Linked DNA regions of Mus musculus: regions 1 and 2 are each linked to region 3. Evidence: chromatin contacts called from public promoter capture Hi-C data. All regions are on one chromosome and are shown on one strand. Each heading gives the region's core, a stretch centred on a gene start, on an enhancer-like site or on the middle of the called end of the contact. The rest is flanking DNA. Distances are from core to core; before and after follow the strand shown. Region 1 holds the start of Cog7 (component of oligomeric golgi complex 7). Region 2 holds the start of Usp31 (ubiquitin specific peptidase 31). Region 3 holds the start of Igsf6 (immunoglobulin superfamily, member 6).

Evidence for each region. Promoter capture Hi-C pulls out the DNA fragments that hold promoters and counts their contacts.
Region 1: a contact with region 3 is called in a promoter capture Hi-C map of hippocampal neurons, with 3 times the contacts expected there. The contact joins the promoter of Cog7 here to the promoter of Igsf6 in region 3. A contact is called at or near these places in 7 of 39 promoter capture datasets (3T3-L1-derived adipocytes, the C10 cell line, the HPC-7 cell line and 4 more) and 1 of 484 Hi-C or Micro-C datasets (myocytes).
Region 2: a promoter capture Hi-C map of hippocampal neurons shows a contact between it and region 3, with 5 times the contacts expected there. The contact joins the promoter of Usp31 here to the promoter of Igsf6 in region 3. A contact is called at or near these places in 10 of 39 promoter capture datasets (the 3T3-L1 cell line, the C10 cell line, the SN4741 cell line and 7 more), 4 of 115 datasets of contacts at active chromatin or transcription factors (astrocytes, bone marrow-derived macrophages, embryonic forebrain and 1 more) and 1 of 9 other capture datasets (macrophages).

Annotation. Positions count from the first base shown.
Region 1 is chr7:121,979,637-121,983,002 of GRCm38.p6, reverse strand. Cog7 (component of oligomeric golgi complex 7) reads left to right here and starts at 1,310. Exons shown (of 17, transcript NM_001033318.3): 1 at 1,310-1,586. The coding sequence starts at 1,418.
Region 2 is chr7:121,705,995-121,709,153 of GRCm38.p6, reverse strand. It overlaps Usp31 (ubiquitin specific peptidase 31), which reads left to right and starts at 1,712. Exons shown (of 16, transcript NM_001033173.2): 1 at 1,712-2,518. The coding sequence starts at 1,901.
Region 3 is chr7:121,072,958-121,076,275 of GRCm38.p6, reverse strand. Igsf6 (immunoglobulin superfamily, member 6) reads left to right here and starts at 1,746. Exons shown (of 6, transcript NM_030691.1): 1 at 1,746-1,837. The coding sequence starts at 1,771. Mettl9 (methyltransferase like 9) reads right to left here. Exons shown (of 5, transcript NM_021554.2): 5 at 1-146.

The sequences.
Region 1 (3,366 bases), core at 61-2,560, 910 kb before region 3:
TAGATATTCTTTTAGGTGTTTATACAATCTGGATCCAGAACTGAGAGAAAACGTGAACTTCGTCTTCTGGCTTCTTTTGCTTATTACCTTTAGCTGTATCCATTCCCCACAACACCATGTCCTCCTTTTGGGTACTGTACATATTTTTAAGTGCACATATACTCTTCTCCATGACAGACAAATATTAAGGCCATAGCAAGTCTCTGTACATTTAGAACAGAGTCATAATATGTGTTCCTGATACACGGAATTAAATTAGAAACCAACGCTAGAACATGCAGTGGTGGCTTAAGCCAGAAATCCCAGCATGTGGGAGGTTCGATCTTTGAGGCATGGGTTTGAGTTCTAGGATAGAAGAACGGAACCCGTCTTTAAAAACAACAAACAAACAACAACATCCTCACAACAACAACAACATCCTCTACTTTGCTATACTAGACAAGAGCAAAAAAAAAAAAAAAAATCGGAGAAAGAAAGGAAGAAGGAAGAAAGGTAGAAAGAAAGAAAAAACCTAACTAGTAAAGAAAATGATGGAAAATGAGTGGAAGAATTGGAGGAAAAGTAATTTTTGAAGATTATTGAAGATTACTGAAATTAGACCAGAGTTAGGGGAGACCATTATCAAATCTATAGAAATCTATGAGGAGAGATGGTCCAGCGGTTAATAGTACTGGCAGCTCTTCCAGAGGACCTGCGTTCCACTCCCAGCATTGATAACCACATGTAACATCCCACTTCCAGGAGATCTTTCATTCTCATCTGGCCTCTGCCCGCACCAGACAGGCAAGTGGGTCACACACATACAGAGGCAAAACACTCCATATAAAATAAAATAAAATTAAAAAAAAAACCAAACTGCTGCCGGGCGTGGTGGCGCACACCTTTAATCCCAGCACTCGGGAGGCAGAGGCAGGCGAATTTCTGAGTTCGAGGCCAGCCTAGTCTACAACGTGAGTTCCAGGACAGCCAGGGCTACACAGAGAAACCCTGTCTCAAAGCAAAACCAAACCAAACCAAAAAACCAAAAAACCAAAAAACCCAAACTGCTGTATGCATTTAGTGAGGACGGAAAACTAGCAACATTACTCCTACATACAGAGTTTATATTTCTCAGCTGCTCCCTTCTCAGACGTCAATCTTCTAGTCTTGAGGAAACACGCGTTTACTTAGTTTACTGCTCGACAAATAAGAGCAGAAAACGAACTGTCGTACCTGTCCGGACTGCGCGAAGCTCGCTGCTCTAACAGGAACAGTTGCTATGGTAATAGGCACCGACTTCCGGAAGAAGTACGGCGCGCGACGAGGGACATTCGGCCTCGGCGCGAGTGCGCTGACGGGGCGGCAAGTAAAGCTTGGTGGGTTTCGACGGGTGTCCCGAAGGCGGTGTCGCTCGGCGCCAACCCGGAGACCGCGCGCCATGGACTTCTCCAAGTTCCTGGCTGACGACTTCGACGTGAAGGACTGGATTAATGCGGCCTTCAGAGCCGGCCCCAAAGACGGGGCGGCGGGGAAGGCGGACGGTCACGCAGCCACCCTGGTAATGAAGCTGCAGCTGTTCATCCAGGAGGTGAACCACGCCGTGGAGGGTGAGCCACGCAGACGCCCACCCGCCCGCCCCGGCACCCGACTGCAGGACCGGGCCCAGGGGCCAAGCCTCTCCTTTGGTGGGAAAGCGAGCCCTGCAGTAGTCTGAGTTAGGTCTAGGCTTTGGTGTTCACGTCCGACGATGCCATAACATTTCCTTTAAAAACTAAAAACTAAAAACAAAAAAAAAACCCCAATAATAATAATAATAACAATCTGGGAGTGGTGGCGACCGCCGTTAATTTCCGCACTGGGGAGGTGGTGCTGGACGGTCAGGAATTCAAAGCCAGCTTCAGTTGCAAAGTGAGTTCGAGGCCGGCCTAGGCTATAGGATCGCTCTCGCCGGCTCTCGCACGCTCTTTTACTCTTCCTTCTCCTTCCCCCTTCTTATTTACAGTCTCACTCTGTCGCCTAGGTTCGCCTCAAACTCGCCTTCTGCCCCAGCTTCCCTAATTCTGGCATTACAGATATGTGCCCCCCCCCCCCAAAAAAAGCTCTTTGGGTTTGGAGTAATTGCTCAGTGGTTACTACTCTTGTAGAGAACCTAAACTTAATTCTCAGCACCCACATCAGTTGGCACACAACTACCTGTAACTCCAGTTCCATGGGATTCAGTGGCCTCCTTGGGCATAAACACTCACATGCACATACTGACACACAGACAAACATGGGTGAATGTAATTAAAAAATAAATCTTGAAAGAAGGCCTTTTGGAGGTGGTGGGGTAGATAGACTCTCATGTAACCCATACTGGCCTTGAATTTGCTCTATGATGGAGGGTGACCTTGAACTCTTGATCTTCATGCCTTTGATTCTGAAATTCTGGGATTATAGACATGTTCTGTCATGCCTGGCATAAAGAGTCACTTTTGAGAGCATTTAATAGTTAACTGGTCCTAGTATTTAGCAGTATATGAGAATGACACAAATCCATTAATATATCTTTGTAAGCTAAGGAAGATGGGCCATCCTGAATGAAGACTTTAACTGTGTGTGTGTGAGAGAGAGAGAGAGCGAGAGAGAGGAAGAAAGAGAGAATGAGAGAGAGAAGACGAGAGAGAGGGGGGGGAGAGAGAGAGAGAGAGAATGAGAGAGAAAGAGAGAATATATGTTGCTGAATCAGTGCTCCTCCTTGCTGCTTCACTGTGTTGAGGACACAGTACCACATAGATAGCCTGGGTTATGGTGCTGCAGCTTGGTTTCCAGGCATATTTTCCCCACATCTGCATGTGTGTGGGAGCAGCGAAAAAGCAGGCTAGTGCTTCTTAGTGGCTCCTGGGACCCACATCCTCGTGTTCTGAGGTGTTAAGGATGCAGCCATGGGCCCTGTCCCACACTTACCAGATAAGAGGCTAGCCGATGCTAAAACATGCTCAGGCCTAAGAACACAGGGCTAGCAGGAAACTGGAGACCGTGGTGTTCATGCCTCTAGTCTGTTGCAGTGGGCTTCAAGTTTAGCAGCCAGGTCCATTTTTTATACATATATCCTCATGGGCCCCTAAACTTGTCAAGCACCTGGGCTTTGTGTGTGATTCCGTCTTCATGTTCATCACTATGGCAACCACAGCACCTAGGGAGAACGGCATTTACCTTATGAATTTCCAAAAGTATACACATGTATTAAGGGAAAGCATGAGACAGGTTGTTTTCATTGGTAGCCCAGGCATGTCCCCTGCCCTTGGTTCCACTTTGAAGAACCTGACCCGCTTCAGAGTATACCAGCCAGCCAGCTCTGGCTAGAGTTCCTAGACTTTCATTTCCAATGCTCTACGTGCAGACAGT
Region 2 (3,159 bases), core at 463-2,962, 630 kb before region 3:
GTCTGCAGAAATGATGCAATTAATGAAGGCAAGATTTTAGAGATGAAGAGAGGCAAACTAAATGAGGAAGTTCAAGGAAAGATACCTGGAGCAGATGGATCAGCTTGGGTAAAGGTTCACAGCTGGGATCAAGTCGTTAGAAGCAGCAAGCATGTGTGCAAAGGTGGAGGGCCACAGGCTTCAGTTTCTATTGTGATCTAGTGGCATTCTTTCTGATGCTACAAGGAGCCCAAGGTACAGCTAAGATGGATGTTTTAATTAGGAGGTAGAAGTGGAGGGGATTTGAGCCTATTCAGAGCAAACCAAGAGCATCATTACAGGATACCATATTTAGTATTGAGTAGAAATCTAGAGGCCAAAACTATTTGCTTTGAGATGGGTGTAGGGTGGCCTTTCTATCTTTAAAATGTTATGGGCTTTCTTTCCCATTATCTGTTTTTTGCAGTAACCAGGGCTCAGGCTCATCTCTTAGCAAAGAGAACATACAAAGAGAAGGTCAGAAACCAGTGGATTTTGAGTAGTAGGCAGCCTTAATGCACGCTGTTCTCCCATGCAGTTTTTTTTCCTTTAAAAAAAATTGAACCAACATTTAAAAATAGAATTTCCACCTTTTCTCTAAAAATCAGCTGATCTGGCAACACTAAGCCCTCATTCTCACATGGGAACAACTGACTGGAGGTGAGCGAAAGCCATCTCTTTAGAAGAATGTTAATTAGCAGGTTGCCGCTGTCCACAACATTTCTTGTATTCCCAAGATATGTGAAGTATGACCTGATCAGCAGATGACCGACCCCTCACCAGGATTCTTTGTTCATTGCTATGACCTATCTAGCCTCTGCGATAGTAGTGCATCTGTGACCCTTGGTTTAAAGGTTAAGTCTTTGAGCCAAACTTGGGTTTAAATGAGATGTCAAAGGCACTGAACTGAAAACCAAGGAAGGTATTCCATGATTGGCATAGTGTGTGGAATACAGAGGTAATCATGAATGAATACCTACTGAGAGTGTACACTATAGGAAGGCAAGCAGAAACTCAGTTAGTTTCAGTCTTGTCGTATCCTTAGAGTTTAGTACAGTATTTGGCAAACAGCAAGTGTTCAGTTGCTATATTTACTGAATGAATGGATGGATGAATGAATGATTGAATGAATGAATGAGCAAATGCTCAGTTTATTGAGTGATTAAAGGGAGAGCTCAGAGGATTTAAAGGCTGTATTTTACAAAACTTTTCAGCAAGGCAATTCTAATAATATTACTTTGCTGAGACCTCAAGGTACATCCTGAAAGAAAAGCCCACCAGAATGTGCCAGCTCCGTGACCACGTTCGGGTGGGTACGCGGCAGTCCCTCGGGAGCCAGGCTGAGTTAACCCGCCTGGGACAAGACAAAGCTGTATCTATCAGCTCCTCTGCCACCTGGTACGTGGCAGCTTGATTTCAGTACTTTCTCTAGATCTTTTCTATTTGACAAGCAAAGACAGAGACCCACCCCTAAAATCCACCATCCAGCGCCTGCCCTAACGTTTAGGACCGTGCCCATACTAAACATGGCCAGTCTTGAGCTTCAACACGCAGAACCACGCCCTAAGCCGAGGGAGTCCTTGAATCAGGGTTCAGGGAGAGAGCTGTTCCCACAGTCAATATGGCGGCCTCGCAGCTTCAGTGCGGGGCGGGGCTGCGATGCCAGCGAGTCACGTGAGCTGCCCACTTGGGCGGCCGCGCGACGCACGCGCGCCCCTCGGTCGCCGCTCTCTTGCTCGCTCTCTCCGCGGCGCTCTGAGGTGGTGTAGGGCGTGAAGCCCCCCGGGCCGGGTGAGGCGCAGGCGGCGGGATGCGGCGGCGGCCGTGGCGGAGTCGCGGTCCGGGCGGACTGGCGCGGTGATGAGCGTCGGCAACCGCCGCCATGTCCAAGGTAACGGCGCCCGGGCCCGGGCCGCCGGTGGCGGCGGGCGGGAAGGAGAAGCGCTCGTTCAGCAAGCGGCTGTTCCGGAGTGGCCGCGCGGGGGGCGGCGGCGGCGCTGGCGGCCCCGGGCCGGCCGCGCCCTCGTCGCCGTCGTCGGCGCGCTCGGTGGGCAGTTTCATGAGCCGCGTCCTCAAGACGCTGTCCACGCTCTCGCACCTCAGCTCCGAGGGCGCCGCCCCGGACCGCGGCGGCCTCCGCAGCTGCTTCCCGCCCGGGCCGGCCTCCGCGCCCACGCCGCCGCCGTGCCCGCCGCCGCCCGCCTCGCCCGCGCCTCCCGCCTGCGCCTCGGAGCCGGTGCCCGGCGTGGCGGGGCTCCGCAACCACGGCAACACGTGCTTCATGAACGCCACGCTGCAGTGCCTCAGTAACACCGAGCTCTTCGCCGAGTACCTGGCTCTGGGCCAGTACCGGGCGGGCCGACCGGAGCCAGAGCCGGAGTCGGAGCAGCCGGCGGGCCGCGGGCCGCACGGCCAGGGCGAGGTCACCGAGCAGCTGGCGCATCTGGTGCGGGCGCTCTGGACGCTGGAGTACACCCCGCAACACAGCCGCGACTTCAAGGTGAGCCCGGGGCGGGGGGCCTTGGAGCTCGGGCGCTTCTTGGGCTCCTCCTCTTCGGGCCGGGAGGATTTCTGCGCTGGATGCTCAGAGAGTTCTGGAAGATAACCCAGATGACAAAGGAACGCATTCCTCCCACCATTCATCCAGCCAGCTTGGCTTCCGAGCGCCAGAACATGGGCGCCAGGTCCTGTGATCCGCCTTGGGGATGGATGTTGCCAGGACCAAGACCCTGCCTTCATGGAACTTCAATCTTTGGAGCGGGTATTGGTGGGAGAGTATCTATCCATCTGGGTTCGAATCCGGCTTCTGCTTCTTAAGTAGTAAACCACTGAGCCTCTTTATGCTCCCGTTTACCTGGTACTTACGTTTAGCAAGTTGACAGGTTACGTTGGACAGCGAGATTACCCAGTTTGGGCACTTCTAGCGGGTTCAGTGTGATACATAAAGTGCTTTAGCTATGTTAGTACCGTTCATGCTTAGTGCTTTTTTTTTTTTCTTTCTATTCTTAAGTACAATGAACCAGGTGTTATCAGATAGTACTTTGAAGAAGGCAGAACTTGATGATGTAATAGATGGAGGAGGTGGTCCTGGCCCTTGGCTTGCAGCTGCCCGTGTGCACTAAGAGGATGAGATTGGGAAGC
Region 3 (3,318 bases), core at 497-2,996:
GCCTTCACACAGGTATGGCAGTCTAGTGAAAGCTTCGACGACAAAGCCGGCTTTTCTGAACACCTCAGGCAGGCTATTCACTTGCTCTTCCCAATTCTGTCCCTTGATTTCCAGAATTTCTGATGGTTTCTCCCACTTGCCACCTACTAGAACAAATAAAAACATTAAGTTAAATTCTTGAACAATGACTCACTAAAAGAGGGAAGTACAGGGAGAGCTAGTGTTCCAGGCACTGATGCCCTGGGTGCACCATCTCTAAACAGCTCCACTCTCTTCAAAGCAAGTGGACAGAGCCTAGAAGGAGTGAGAGAACTTACCCAAAGTGATGCTCTCAGGCCGCCTGCATCCAGTGCTGTTCCCAGGCTGCCTTCATCCAGAGCCTACACTGACTGAGCTGCCTGTGTGGCTCAGAAACTAGTCAGTGAATACTGAATATGGGGTTCACTTGTATTTGAAAGGAGATTTGGACATACGAGATCACGTACACTTACTCAACTTCCTGTCTAGAAGTTGCCTGGCTTAAAATTAAAATAGGCTCATGAGAAATTTCTATCCACAGAAACACAAGTGCTTTTCAGGAGAAGCTGACCCATTTCCTAAGTCATCTGTCAATCCCTTCCAAGCCTATGGGCAGTAGGAGCCTGGGCTGTGGGAAGCAGGCCAGGTCTGTTCCCTGCAAGCCACACTCTGACTACAAACAGACAATGCCAAAAGTGCACTTAGGTGTGCTCTTAGAGGCTGTGGTGACATGCCACTAAATTCATAGTGAGGCTTCTGATGCAGCGTGTGATAGAGCACGGGGAAAGGGAAGAGTACACACGTTTCAGTGGCCAGCACTGCATTCTCTCCCTGTCAGGGGAGTTCGTTCTTGGAGGGCGGGGAAGCTGCTTTTCTGGGCTTCCTTGAAGCAGGGTACCGGTGCCACACCTTAGCCTGTTGCCAAGACTGGAATGAGCTGGTGACCCAGAATAAAACAAGGCTTTTTGCCAAGTGCAAGCACTAATATCAAGTGGCTAGGGAGGTGGGCTGATGAGTGGGTGCTAATGACAGAATTTGCAGCACGTAGTACCCATCATCAGACCAGTTTCCCAGTGTGACTCAAGCTCCTCTTGACCTGGAGTTCACATGGTTCTCCAGGCCTTCTGAGACTCCAGGAGCCACTTCAAGTCCTGTTAACAAGTCTCTTTTTGCTGATCAGCTGAGTTCCTGATACTTACAAAGAACCACTTGACTAGTAAAGGCTGGGGGAGAGGGGGTGCTGTGTGTGACTCAGACCCAAAGCAAGCACCAAGGGACATAGCCATTTTGCTTATCAACACCAAGAAATCTTTCAATGCAAGCCAGGCGCACAAGCTTAACAGCAGCTGTGTACCTTTTTACCATGCCGGATGCTCTGGTCACTCCCTGGGTTTTTCTCCCAGGACTACAGGAAACATGGCCTCTGCTGCTGCTGCTCACGTCTAACAGTTTCTGGCCCTGAGAGGCCCTCTGCAGTGGAGCACATCAGTAAGAGCACTCTAAAATGCCAGGCTCTGCTTGAGGAGTACTGACCTCCTGCAAGCTCCACAAAGAATATCAAATGCCCATGGCAGTTTCTAACATACACGCACGCTTAGACTGAAATCTCAACTCTAAATGGTGAAACTTATTACAAACCATTCTTACACAATTTCTAAAAGTTCCTGCTTGTGCTTCCTTAATATGAGTTCCTCTCTTTACTTCTTCCTTTCTGAAAGGAGAAAAGTGGAGAAGGCGGCACATGCAGCAGAGATGGGCCCCGTGAGTGCACGCAGGAGCCGCCTCCGGCCAGAGATCAGCCTGATCCTTTTCCAAGTCGGTAAGAAGGTCAAGCTTTCCTTTTCTCCAGCTCATTAAGTGACCGCTGCTTCTCGCCTTATCTGTGTACTTAAGCTCTTAGCACATAATTTAAGAAGGCAGCACTACAGTAAGTCGGGGGCTGGAGGAGGTCACTTCTCCCACAGAATTAGGTACTAAAGCATAGCTGAAGAAAGGTTTCCTACCGGCCCTTGGTTGTTGATGCTGCTTTGAGCACATCTCACCAGAGAGAATCTGTGACCACTTGTGCTAGTCACTCAGTCAATTCCCACACAGGCAAGCTCTGGACTAATGTACACTGTACAATATTAGCTTAATACTTTCATAGCACAATGTTTCTAAAGGCTGAAAAGAACTTGGATTTAAAGCTGTAACTTGACCTAGAGAAAAGTCACCTGATAAAATAACTAATCTTTAAATTCTATCTCTACCTGTTCTAGCACTATAAAAGTTATTTATTTCATCATAGTTTAAATAATCTAAGATTTGTCCACTAAATCTGGATTGCAGGGCAACAAATGGAGCCAATGTTCTTGTAATTAATTTTTTTCTCATCTGTAAATACATGGTAGAGTAGCCTAATGGTGGAGGACTTGCCAAGCATATGTAAGGGTCTGGGTTCACTCTCCAGCACACACAAGAAAAGGAAAGGAGAAATGCAGAGGGAGGGGAGATGGGGCACGGGGAGGAGGAGTGAGTGAATTATTCCTAAATGTTAACAGTGGCTCTTCTGGCTGAGGAACCACGGTGATGTCTTATACTGCTCTATTGTCTGCCATGACTATACACTACTTTTGTACAGAGCTTTGTTGGAGTTAGAGAAAAGCTTTATCTTCCCATCTGTATTGTGAAATGTCTGCAGATATAATAACAAAAGGAGGGGATGAGATAGTGAGGAGACCTGAAACAAGCCCCAGTTAATGAACGCTAGGCAAGGCTGGGTCTGTGTGCTACTTTTGTACGTTTGACATTTTCTATAATAATAAATGTTGGGCAGGGCAGTGGTGGCACAAACCCAGCACCTGGGAGGCAGAGGCAAGCGGATTCTAAGTTCAAAGCTAGCCTGGTCTACAGAGCAAGTTCCAGGACAGTCAGGGCTACATAGAGTAACCCTGTCTCAAAAATATCATGATAATAATAATAGTAATTGTTAGCTTCTGATGCTAATAGTAATAACAGGTGTTGGAGCTGGGGAGATATCTCAGTACAGTGCTTGCTGTACAAGCTGAGGGTTACTAGAACAATATAAAAGAGTCAGGCCTGGTGGCACACACTCACCAGCTCAGTGATGGGGAGGCAGAGCTGGGCTCCCTCACTAGCCCGGCCTACCCAACACTGAGACCCTCTGAGGGAAAACAAAAGTAAATAATTCCAAAGAACACAACTGAGGCTGTCTTCTGGCTTCCACACACATCTCTACACTCATGCCCGCACACCCACAGACATAAGTATACACACCTGAACAGGCTGACATACGTAAGC